Regions from separate parts of the Macaca mulatta genome. Here region 2 is linked to region 1. A link is a contact called in public Hi-C data. All regions are on one chromosome and are shown on one strand. Each heading gives the region's core, a stretch centred on a gene start, on an enhancer-like site or on the middle of the called end of the contact. The rest is flanking DNA. Distances are from core to core; before and after follow the strand shown. Region 1 holds the start of HUWE1 (HECT, UBA and WWE domain containing E3 ubiquitin protein ligase 1). Region 2 holds the start of PHF8 (PHD finger protein 8).

Region 1 (6,056 bases), core at 2,350-4,849:
AGCAGCAAAAACAGATGTCCACAGACCAAGAGGCTCCTAGAAACTCAGAGCAAGGCAGGGAAAAGGGGCGGTTCCCAGGCTTGCAAGGGAAATGGAAGTGGGATGAAGACAGAAAGCGGTCTTACTGGAGGGTTATCCTCTACAGCCTTTTGAGGGGAAGGAATGAGGAAGGGAAGGCTAATGGCCATAAACGAAAAGGCCACTTAAACTGCAATATCCAACCACCGACCCGTTCAAAGTTTCGCTTAACAATGGTTTAGCAGCATGCAGAGCTAAGAAATCCGGATCAGAGTCATACAAACATGAAGACTTGAGGAAATGGAAGGCTACTATGGCTCCATCCACAAAGATGGAGTAAATGCAGGCAACAGGATAGGCTCTATTCAACGCCTGCGCCAAGGGGACCAATGAAATGGGGAGACGAGGCGGGCTAGGGGACTCAGGCTAACCTCGAATTTAGAAGAACTGGGGAAGGAATCACAGGAAAAAGCTTTGACTCCCCCCTCCCTTAAATACGAACCTCAACTATCCACGTAGATGAAGATTAGATGGGACGATAGAATTAGGAGGGGTGTGGGGAGAGGAGGAGTACGCCAGTGACACTACTGCTTGACCCCTAAGCCTTAGCTCTAAAACCGCGGGAGTTGGCGAAGATGACCCCACCTCGAGAAAAACCAGGGTACTCATCCGGGTCGTCGGAGGTGCTGAGAACGGAGGCTGGCCGGCAGAAAAGGTAGGGGATAGGGGCCAGTCGTCGTTGGTTGCTCCTCTCTTTCCCACCGTTCAATTTAACCCCCAACCCCACTCCACAGCGAACTCCAGACTCCCCTCCCACCCTTCCCAATCCGCCCACTGCGGCGGCGACAACGGAGGCGTTGACCGATCGGTGGAGCAAAGGCGGGCCCACACGCGGCCGAGGCCCGGGAAATGGTGTCGCCTCAACGGACTAGAAACTAGGTGGTCTTCGCCTCAGGTCTGGTTTACCGGCACCCCGGCGTTTCGCCAATCGTCACCTCCTTAACGCTGGGTACCTCAGAGGCGTCATAAAGGCAGATAGCCAACACCTCTGTGCTTGGTCCTGGCCGGACAGACATCAGCCTCCGCCGCCATCTTAACAGCAGGCGGACCGACCCTAGTCACTGCCCCCCCCCCACCCCTGAGCTACCTCAGCCACCGCCAACGAATCCCACGAGGACGTAACCCCGCTCCCGCGAGAATTCTCCGGCTTAGAACGGCACGAGCCGAAGACCTTGCCGCCGCCTCCGCGGCTACCGCAGTCAGTAGCCGAGCCACCGCCGCTTCCGCGCGATCCCGCGAGAGCCTCTACCGGACGGGAAAAGCCTGAGCCCAGCCCTTTCCAGACCCCTCCTCCCTCCCACCAAAGCCGAAGTAGCTACAGCTTCACCCTACGCGAAGCCAAAAGCAAATGACGCACAACCTAACGAAGCAGTGAGGGGCGGAGCCAACCTACCAGGGCCGGCTCCCGCATGCGTTGAGAACTATCGCGATATTACGCTTTAGCTCGGCGAGACCTTCTTAATTCACCGCAGGATGCCGCCCGCGCCTCGCCTTTAGGAAACATAAGATATCGCGAGACCTGGTGCACACTCCTAAAAAGGAGAAAGGCGGGGCTTCGTGAAAATGACTGGGAGTTTTTCGGGGGAAGGGAGGAACCTCCCGTCCTGCAGGGATCTCGCCTACCACGAGGTTTCCGACCCACTGCGGAGCTGGCTGCCAAACCTCGCGATGACACAGCTCAGCGCCAAATCTCGGCCATGTCCTGAAAACTGCCTCCGCCCCCGATCTAGGTGTCTAGAGCCTAGTGCTTGAGGAAAATTTAAAAAGTCAACCTGTTTATTCTCACGCTTCCGGGCAAGGCTGTACCAATTAGCCAAACTCCATTCTGGAAGGGGAGCAAAGAGTCCCCCATTGTTACCTGTCTCCAGGAATAACATATTTTCCTGGACTAACATTTAAAAGGCGTTCAATCCCACAGTAAGCACACAAATGCAAATGAAAACAATGACATAACATTTTTTGCCCATTAGATAGGGAAAAAAATTCTTAAACCTGTATTATCTAGACTCCTTCCCTCGCCGCACTGCAGGCTAACCTGAATCCATCTTAATCTAACTAAAGGCCATATCATTAGTTCTAGTTCCAAAGTCACCAATTTTAACTACTGAAGCTTTACCTTGGCATAACCAAAAAGATCCAATAAAGTGGTTTTCTCCAAACAAAGGAGTCTGCCCTCAAAGGAATATTCAAGCTTCGGGGATGGGGGGGGAATGCCTGAATATGGCAGTTTTTCCACGTCTAGCCAACAGTGTTTCTCCAACAAATCTTGGGATCCAATCTGGCTCGATTTGTGGGCTTTTCCATTCTAATGCATTGTTCTGTCCGTTCTAATTTAAATAGTTCCTTTAGAGTACATTTTAATAGCCAGTAGTACAAATATCCCTATTTAAAACTCACGTTTTAAAATATTTTTTCAGTTATTCTTAGCCATTTTTCCCCCAGATGAACTTTAGAATCATAGTAAGTTCCAAAAAAACTTGGTATATTTATTGAAATTGCATCAACTGTATAAACCAATAGAGGAAAAATGGACATCACTACAATATTGAGCCTTCTTATTCAGAAGCATAGTATTCCTTCTCCTTTAATGCAGATGTTCTTTTATGGTATTCGTCAATAAAGTTTTATAGTTTACTTCCAGGTATTTGTATTCGTTTCTCTTGCGAACAGGTTTTTTTATTATTAAAATTTCAAAATGCTTATTGCTTATAAATAGGAAAACTGCCTATCTAAACTATTGATATTTGCCTATTTACAAACAAAAATATGATCGATTTCACCAGTAATCAGGGAAATGCAAATGAAAACAATGACATACGATTTTTTGCCCTTTAAATTGGCTAAAATTACAAAGATCTATAATACGTGTTGGCATAACTGTGGAAAAATAGGCACTCTCGCACAACATTAAAGAGTGTAAATTAGTACAGGCTTTTGGGAAGGCAATTTGGACAAATGTATAAAAATTCAAAATGCATATACACCCTGACCCAACGATTACTCTTCTAAGAATTTATCCTACAGAAATACTCATACATGGCATGATACATATACACAAACCCATTCATTATGGCATTGCTTGTAATAGTCCCCTCCCTCCCCCAACAGAGAAACAAGCTAATGTATATCAATCGGGAAATGGTTAAACTGTAGTACAATCATACAATGCAGCTGTTTAAAACCCGACATAAATTTGGATTCCCGGATATAAGAAGATCTACAAGACATATTCTTAGATTTTTAAACAAGCAATTAGTCAAAATGAATGTGTGTGAGTATGTGTAGTACCATTTAGATACCAAAACATATATATGCAACGCCTAGTAGTTACCCGCGAAGCCTGCCTGCCCGCCCCTCACCTTCCCTCTCCTCTGAGGCCGCCTTCCTCGAACCAGTGAGAAATGCTGAAGGCCCGGCCTCTACTCCCTCTTTAGGGCCACTTGGCCATGGCTAATGCCGGTACCTCGCATCCCCTCTGTCAGTCGCTCTCTCGCCGCGCCGCCGGCCGCTGCCCGGCTGCCCCCGAAGATGCGGCTAGCTCTTTGCTGGCGCCGGCCGAGGCCTGGGGGAGGGGAGAGGAGGCGGGGTTCAGGGAGGGTTGGGGCAGGCCGCCCAGCCCCTCCAGCAGCCTTTCCCGCAGGCTCCCCAAGGCCGCCACCTCCGCGCCTCCGCGCAGGGTCCCGTGGGAACTCCCCCCCCCCCACCTCGCCACTGCCACCCGCGAGAAGCCGAGAACGGCCGCGCGTACAGAGCTCGCTCCCCAGTCCAGGGATAGACGCTCACCTCGGCCGCAATGGCTCCGCGGGGCCCGCAGGAGCGTGCGGGGTCCGCGGCCCTGCTTCAGCCCTGCTTCAGCCCTGCTCCAGCCCTGCTCCCCTCGCTAGCCCTCAGTCGAAAGCCTCCTCGCTCCGGCTCAGCTCAAACTCGCTTTGGGGCTCCACCCACCGCACGCGAAGCCCCGCCCCTGCCCCTCGGGAGGGAGCTCCCTCCGCGGTGAAGCTGGGTCCCTTGCAGGGGACCGCGCCTGAGCTACCCGAGGCCCAGTAAACGCAACCATAGAGGATGATAGGGTCGCTAAGAATTGGGATTTGATTCGAGGCACGGTGGAAGCCGTGGAAGGGAACATGATTTGATCTGATTTACCTTTAAAAATTAACGACCTCGCCAGATGCCTTGTGAAGAATGGGGAGTGTGGGGCAAGAGGGCAAGCCTGGACCCAGAGCGGAGGGTGGGAGACGATGTGGGACGCCAACCCCCCAGAGTTCACGCGAGCAAACCCTTAAAACACTTCAGGCACATAGTAAGCCCTCAATAAACATTCTCTTTTTCTCCTTTGATTATTTGGAACGGCAGTGCGATTGACAAGGATCCTGTAGAGGATCTGCATCTGTAAATACATGGGAATAAAAAGGACCCGGTAGGAGATCCCCTGTTAACCCTGCTTATTGTGGGCTGCGGACGACATTGGAGGGACGAGGGACTTTGACTTGGAACTCTAGCTACTTCGATAAGGTTTCACTTTTTAATAAAAAGTATGTATTAATTTAGTATTTAAAGACAAAAGCACTATTAAAAGAACTCCTGAGACATCGAGAAAATAAAAACTGTAATTATACCCTCCACTTCTCTAATTCCAGCCCTCCAGAGCAGTGGTTCATCCCTCGAATTGAGAATCTGCTGAATGGATCCCCCACCCCAATATATACTTACACATAATATTTTGTATATGATCTCAGGAGATGTACAGGGCCCCTTCGAGATACATTGTTGCTTTAAATATTTTTACTTTTTTTTTTTTTTTTGAGACAAAGTATCACTCTGTCACCCAGGGTGAAGTGCAGTGGCATGGTCACGGCTCACTGCAGCCTTGACCTCCTGGGCTCAAGGATCCTCCTGCCTGCCTCAGTCTCCCAAGTAACTGGGACTACAGGCATGCGCCACCACGCCTGGATAACTTTTTATTTTTTGTAGAGACGGGGTCTCACTATGTCGCCAGGCTGTTCTCAAACTCCTGGACTCAAGCAGTTCACCCGCCTCCGCCTCCCAAAGCGCTGGGATTACAGGCGTAAGACACCGCGCCCGGCCCATCTGCAACATTTTGGTGGCAACATGAAACTATACTTTCTTTAGCATGTAATTAACTTTTGTTCTTTTTTCATTTTAAAATTGGTTTCCTAATTACACAAGATTATTGTAAAACACGGATAAATTTAAAGTTCCCCTTACATTCGTATACACAAATAGAAAAGCATGACTCTGTTTTTGTTTTTCATTTAAAAAACGAATAGCATCCTATGTATTGTTCTGTTAATTGCTTTATTCACTTAATGTAGCTTGAAGATCTTTCCATGTCAATATATATAAATCTACCTCATTTATCTTACCTACTGCATAGTATTCCATTGAATGAATATACTGTAATCATTCACCTATGGATAAACACATGTTATTTTCCATCTTTGACTATTACAGTGGGTTTTTTTCCTACTATTAACAATGCTGCAATAAAATTCCTTGTACATGCTTTTTTCTGCAGATGCTAAAATATTTCTGTGAGATAAACATGGAGAAATGAAATAGTTGGATAAAGGTAGCACACTTTTTCTCTTTTTTTAAGACAGTGTCTCACTGTCACCCAGGCTGGAGTGCACTGGTGCGATTAGGGCTTACTGCAGCCTTGACCTCCAAGGCTCAAGCGATCCTCCCACCTCAAGCAATCCTCCTGCTTCAGTCTTCCCGCGAGTAACTGGGACTACGGGCCTGTGCTATCACGCCTGGCTAATGTTTGTATTTTTTGTAGAGATGAGATATCACTACGTTGCTCAGGCTGGTCTCAAACTCCTCAGCTCAAGTGATCCTCCTGCCTCGGCCTACCAAAGTGCTTGGATTACAGGCGTGAGCCACTGTGCTCTGCCCAAAGATAGCCCATTTTGAAATTTTAGTACATAATGTCAAATGACAAATTGCCACGTAGAACG
Region 2 (6,056 bases), core at 2,457-4,956, 350 kb after region 1:
AGCCGGAATCTAAAAACAGAGCTGAAAAAGGAAGAGAGAGCAAGTGAACATACCTGGCCACCGCACCCTGTGTAGCCTGGCCTGCCCTCCTTACCTGCCATGAAACCAGTCCTGGCACATGTCACACTCGATCATGAAGCGGGTCACATCGTAAGGCAGCCGGCAGAGGCAATACACCGGCACCGAGGCCATCTTCGCTCGGCCCTGGAGCGTTGTGCGGCCGGCCAGGTTCGTCGTGTCAAGAGGGGCGGAAGGCGGCAGCACGCGTCCTCTCTGGACGATGGCTAGGCACAAACAACACTTTTTACAGAGTGAATCAGCCCCCGCCCCCCACCCCCTTGCACCAACCCTCAGTTCCCCAATAGAGAGTTACCGCCGCCGGGATGCAACACAGCTGGTGCGGCTGTAGGGGGCAACCAGAGAAAGTCCACCCGGCCTTTAGAATTTCTTTCACACGTAAAGAACGGCGCTCAACCTTCCAGGCTTTCCACCGCCCCCACCCTCCCCACCCCCCACCCCCCACCCCCCACCCCCCGACCTTCTTCGCCCCGGAGTCAGTGATAACTTCTTTCCGGGTTTCAGGAAAATACCTGAAGCCTTTTCGGGAAGCTTCTTTCATCTCTCACTGAACCCTCTCCTAGCTGACCCGTTTCACAAGGCTCCCTTTATTATGACGCAAACCACAGCCTCAAAAATGAGGCTGGGGGTATCGCAAGACAAGACCCTCCTCTCACCCCCCGAAACAGGGCCAACCAGAGAGAAATAAGGGATCCCCGAAAGTCTCTTCAGGTTACTCAAAGCCTCCACGAACAAGACAGACAAGACTAGACGCCCAACTCAAATCACAGTTCTGGGGTCGTGTTCCGAGAGTTTAAATAATCCTTTCCGTCACTCTCAGTATCATTCCTTCCCCGACCAGTCAGGAGTCTCGTCACGCCCAAAACTGAAATAAATAGAAATCTCTAAACTGACCAGCTCGTTTTGTACTTTCAAGATGACAGGCTTCTGGTTGCATCCCTGAAACTCAAAAGGATCTATTCAAAACCCCTCAAACTGACTAGAGTTTCCTCACACTCTTGAAACTAGGCAAGGATTCTTTTGCATCGCTCGGAACTGGCAGGGTTTCCTTGCAGCCCCCTCAAACTGATGAGAGCTCCCTAGTCCCCACAAATGTTCAGGTACCTCACAGTATATCCTAACACTGACAGTAATACCCTCGCAGCCCCCAAAACTTACAGGAATCTTAACGCTTCCCCAACTGACAGGAACCTCCTCACGCCCCAAACCTGACAAGAACGTCTTCGGTCCAGAATCCTACAGGGACCTCCTCATGCTTTGGGCTGCAAGGACTCCACGCCCGCAGAGCTCAGTCCCCGCAACACGCCGGCAGCCGGGCTAGCTCCGGGACGGCGAGGCGCCTCAGCGGAGGCTCGTCCGGTAGTTCCGGCCCCTACGGCGGCGCGCGTCGAATTCTGGGATAGTCCCCGTACCGCCGGGAACCTCGCTCGCCTTCCCCTGGAGCCCCCTGCTGGGTCGCGCGTCGCCAGTCGCCCGACGGTACTTCAGAGCAGCCTCCTCCACAACATTCCCCTCGGCCCGGCCGTTCGGGCCTACTGGAGACCGCGGCTTGGGCCTAGTCTGGCGGCCGCCCGGCGAACGGGCAAGTGGCGTCGTCGCTGGGCCAGCAGGAGATAGTCGCGAGCAAACCAACGGGGAAAGAGATGAACCGGCCGCCACGTCCGAGGCACACGGCCCGAAAAGTCGTTGGGAGAAGCCCAGTGGCGGTGGTAGGCAATTCGGAGTAGTCAATAAAGTTTATTCAAAGCAACGAGGAAGTTGAAGCGGAGAGGGGAGGAGAAATACGGGGTAAACATCTACCATGTTGAGAGTGGCGGCGCTACCCACAGAGCCAAGGCTTGACCGCCATCTTATGAGGGCTGGGCTCGCGAGGTGAGCGCGGCGGAGGCGGGGAACCGCGAGCCGCCGGCTCCCGGGTGACGCCGCCAGGGGGCGGGGCGCCACCTTGAGAAAGGAGGGCGGTTCTCAGCCACCTTTGGACCCGCTAGTCTCTTTAAGGTGCCCAATCGCCGCTGAAGACCTTGAGCCCAGAGGCGGAGAAGCCGCCATCTTAGGCGAGGCAGACGTTTGGCTCCATTTTGAGTGGGGCCCGAAACTTCCTAGCCTTCCCCCTCCTCCGGGCAAACAGGGAGTTAAGCTACCCCGACTCGCACACTCCTCCTCCCCAGCCTTCTCCTCCTATGAGAGGAGGTGAACTCGGTGACTCCAAACTACAAAATTAATAGGTGACGGCGGGGGCGGGCTTCAGCCGGGGTAGAGGCGGAGTACTCACCGCGGCTCCTGATCATTGAGCACCTTCGGCGGGCTGGGCTCTTTCCCACGGTCTCTGCGTTGTTCTTACCCCTGTGAAGGAAGCTCTGTGATTATCACCAAATGAAGGCAGGGGCTTCGAGAAGCCAAGTGACTTGAGTCCCAGAGCAGGGACGTTGAACCTTTCGCCCTGTGCTACCCGCGTTCTGTCCTCAGGCCCTCAGTGTAGTTCCTCTGTAAAGCGCTGCCAACTCCACAACTCCCTCTGAACTCTTCTTTGACCCTACTGTTTCACTTCAGTTCAAATACAGTTCAAGGATTTGTTTGCACCTGTCCCACAATTTTCTGACTATAGCCTGAGGGGAGGGGATAGGGGATGAGAGGAAAGGCTGAGTTAGTGGAGCTTTGCTGAGTTAGTGGAGCTTCATACATATGCTTCAAGATGGCCTAGGTTTTCCCAAACATTCTAGAAAATTATCTAGGAGTTATCTTACTATTTCATTTTCTTAAAGGGTCCCATTGCTTTACAAAATAAATGTGTGCGTGCACACAATTTACTAACCAGTGATGGTGGGTTAGGCCCTGGGGATGCAATGGTGAAAACAGGGCCTCTGGAGTGGGAGGGCATCTGCCAGTGCAGGAAACAAAGTTGCGAGTAAACAATGGAATAGAAGGCGCAGCAAGCACACAAATACCACCTGCAAAATGACCTTTGCAAAATGCAACACGAAGCTACAAAAGAGCCTTACAAACCGCTTGCAGCTGCTGTAAGAAAGACGGCAGGGAGACATGGAGGATATAAGTTCACTTAAATAAACAAGCGAGAACATTGTACTCAAAAGGATCAACGTGTACAAATGCATGGAGGCACATAGAAAAATATTTACTAAAAGTTGAATATTGTTGAAACAAGGAGAACAGAAGAGAGATAGGTAGGAGGTCAAACAGTAAAGGGTCAAAACATGAAAGATTGCGAAATGCAAAAGAGTTTAGATTGTATGCAGTTAGTAAAAAGAAAAGAAGGTATTTGAGCAGGAGTAGCTGAGTCTCATATTTGTGACTTACCCAGAGGATGGTTTAGGGTTTTTTTTTTTTTTTTTTTTTAATGTTTATTTTAGAGACAAGGTCTCACTCTGTCAACTCAGGCTGGGCGATCATAGCTCATTTCACCCTAGAACTCGTGGACTCAAGCAATCCTTCCGCCAGAGCCTCCTGAGTAGCTGGGACTATAGGCGCATACCACCACACTCGGTTATTTTTGATTTTTTGTAGAGCCCAGGCCTCGCTATATTGCCCAGGCTGGTCTCAAACTCCTGGTTTCAGGAGATCCTCTAAAAGCACTGGGATTACAGGCCTGAGCCACTGCACTGAAAGGTCCAGGTTTAATGGGACCTGAAGCTTATATGGTTTGGGGGAGGAAGGGTGAGACATCTTTAAGAAAAAAAACAGTCAGGCGTGGTGGCTCACGCCTGTAATCCCAGCACTTTGGGAGGCCAAGGCGGGCGGATCACGAGGTCAAGAGTTCGAGACCAGCCTGGCCAACGTGGTGAAACCATGTTTAGTATCTACTAAAAATACAAAAATTAGCCGGGTGTGGTGACACGCGCCTGCAGTCTCAGCTACACAGGAGGCTGAGGCAGGAGAATCGCTTGAACGCGGGAGGCGGAGGTTGCAGTGATCCGAGACTGTGTCATTGCACTCCAGCCGGGGTGACAGAGCGAGACTCCATCTCAAAAAAAAAAAAGAAAAGAAAAGAAAAAAATTGACTTATGAATACAAAATTAGGATCAAAGGTAGGCAGTAAGAGTATTTCTACAAGCAATTCCTCCACCCGTGTAATAATTATGAAGAGAAGTGATACAAGGCACAATGTAAATGTACCATGGGGCTGGGTGCAGATTGCACGTCTGTAATCCCAGCACTTTGGGAGGTCAAGATGGGAGGATCGCTTGAGCCCAGGAGTTCAAGACCAGGCTCGGCAACATAGTGAAACCCTGTCTCTACAAAATAAAAACAAAATAAATTTTTAAATAACAAATATCCCATGAAACCCAACCTAAATGTATCCCCCAAATCAACTTCCCCTTAGGTGGATCTCAAAAATGTCAGGCAGCTCCAACACCACCTAATGCAAGGGAAAGTATGGCCAGGCCCTCAGTGGAAAGGGACAGCACTTTGAACCAATTGTTTAAATATATTTTGTGAACTTTATAAAACACATGATCGTGTGACCCTATGGAAAGTGACAGGTCCTGCAGTTTAAGCTTTCTTAGCTTCACAAGGAGTCAGGAGGAGTGAGGCTGTTTCACTAGTGTCGGGGGGAAAATTGGTCCAGGATAGTGTGGGAAAGGGTAGAAAAAGATGAGATAATTTGGATATTTTGGAGGTTGAATAGGCAGTGTTTGGAAACTGATAATAGCGGATGAGTGAGTGAAAGGGGTGTGAGTTCATTTCTGGGTTGAGTGTCAGCGTGGATGACAGTGCCACTGAATGAACTGGGCTACGCAGAAGAGAAAACAGGTTTGGTGGGGAAGAGACTAAATTTAATTTGGGCTATGTTGAATTCCGGTGTGTGTGGAACATTAAATCACTCACCCAAAAGTTCTTTTTTTTTTTTTTTTTTGAGACGGAGTCTGGCCCTGTCGCCCAGGCTGGAGTGCAGTGGCGCGATTTCGGCTCACTGCAAGCTCCGCCTCCAGGTTCACGCCATTCTCCTGATTCAGCCTCCCGATTACCTGGGACTACAGGAGCCCGCCACCACGCCCGGCTAATTTTTCTGTTTTTAGTAGAGACGGAGTTTCACCGTGTTAGCCAGGATGATCTCGATCTCCTGACCTTGTGATCCACCCGCCTCGGCCTCCCGAAGTGCTAGGATTACAGGCATGAGCCACCGGACCCGGCCACCCAACAGTTCTTTATTGATCTACTATGCACCGTGCACTGTGCTAGGTGCTGAGGATTTTGAGGTACCCCAGATAAGGCCCTGGCCTGCATGGAGCTGACAGTCTACTGGCGGAAACAGTCAATGATCAAATAAAATTTCATTAATAGGTGAATTTCATTCACATATTTTCTTGAACACCTACTGTTAGGCACTGGGGATTTAGGGGTAAACAAAACAGACAAGTCCCCGCCCTCCTGTGACTCATTTCCAGCAAGGGAGACGGATAAAAAGTGAGGCAAATCAGAGAATTTCCGATTGCGGTGAGTGCTATCAGGAAAGTAAGACCAGTTATGACATAGAGAATGATTTGAAAGGAAAGCAGTCTGTTTTAGATAAGGTAGTCAAGGAAGGCTTCTCAGAGAAGGTGACAGGAGCTGAGACCTGAATAACAAAAAGAGCTAGCTAGGGACAAGGGCAAAAGGAATCAAGAATGTTGGCCGGGCGTGGTGGCTCATGCCTGTAATCCCAGCACTTTGGGAGGCTGAGGCAGACGGATCATGAGGTCAAGAGATCGAGACCATCCTGGCCAACATGGTGAAACCTCGTCTCTACTAAAAATACAAAAAATTAGCTGGGTGTGGTGGCACGCGCCTGTAGTCCCAGCTACTTGGGAGGCTGAGGCAGGAGAATCTCTTGAACCCAGGAGGTGGAGGTTGCAGTGAGCTGAGATCGCACCACTGCACTCCAGCCTGGGTGACAGAGCGAGACTCCATCTCAAAAAAAAAAAAAAGAGTGCTAAAGCCCTAAGATGGGGGCAAGAGGACTGGGCGGGCTACAAGCTTGA

The links. A called contact is a pair of places that touch in the nucleus more often than the background predicts.
Region 2: a contact with region 1 is called in a Hi-C map of fetal cortical plate, with 3 times the contacts expected there. The contact joins the promoter of PHF8 here to the promoter of HUWE1 in region 1. A contact is called at or near these places in 2 of 14 Hi-C or Micro-C datasets (fetal cortex germinal zone and fetal cortical plate).

Annotation. Positions count from the first base shown.
Region 1 is chrX:53,518,394-53,524,449 of T2T-MMU8v2.0, forward strand. It overlaps HUWE1 (HECT, UBA and WWE domain containing E3 ubiquitin protein ligase 1), which reads right to left and starts at 3,600. Exons shown (of 83, transcript NM_001266752.1): 1 at 3,542-3,600.
Region 2 is chrX:53,872,953-53,879,008 of T2T-MMU8v2.0, forward strand. It overlaps PHF8 (PHD finger protein 8), which reads right to left and starts at 3,707. Exons shown (of 25, transcript XM_077989073.1): 1 at 3,394-3,707; 2 at 2,891-2,956; 3 at 2,351-2,421; 4 at 95-284. The coding sequence starts at 2,366. It overlaps LOC144338685 (a long non-coding RNA gene), which reads left to right. Exons shown (of 2, transcript XR_013412979.1): 2 at 1-1,946.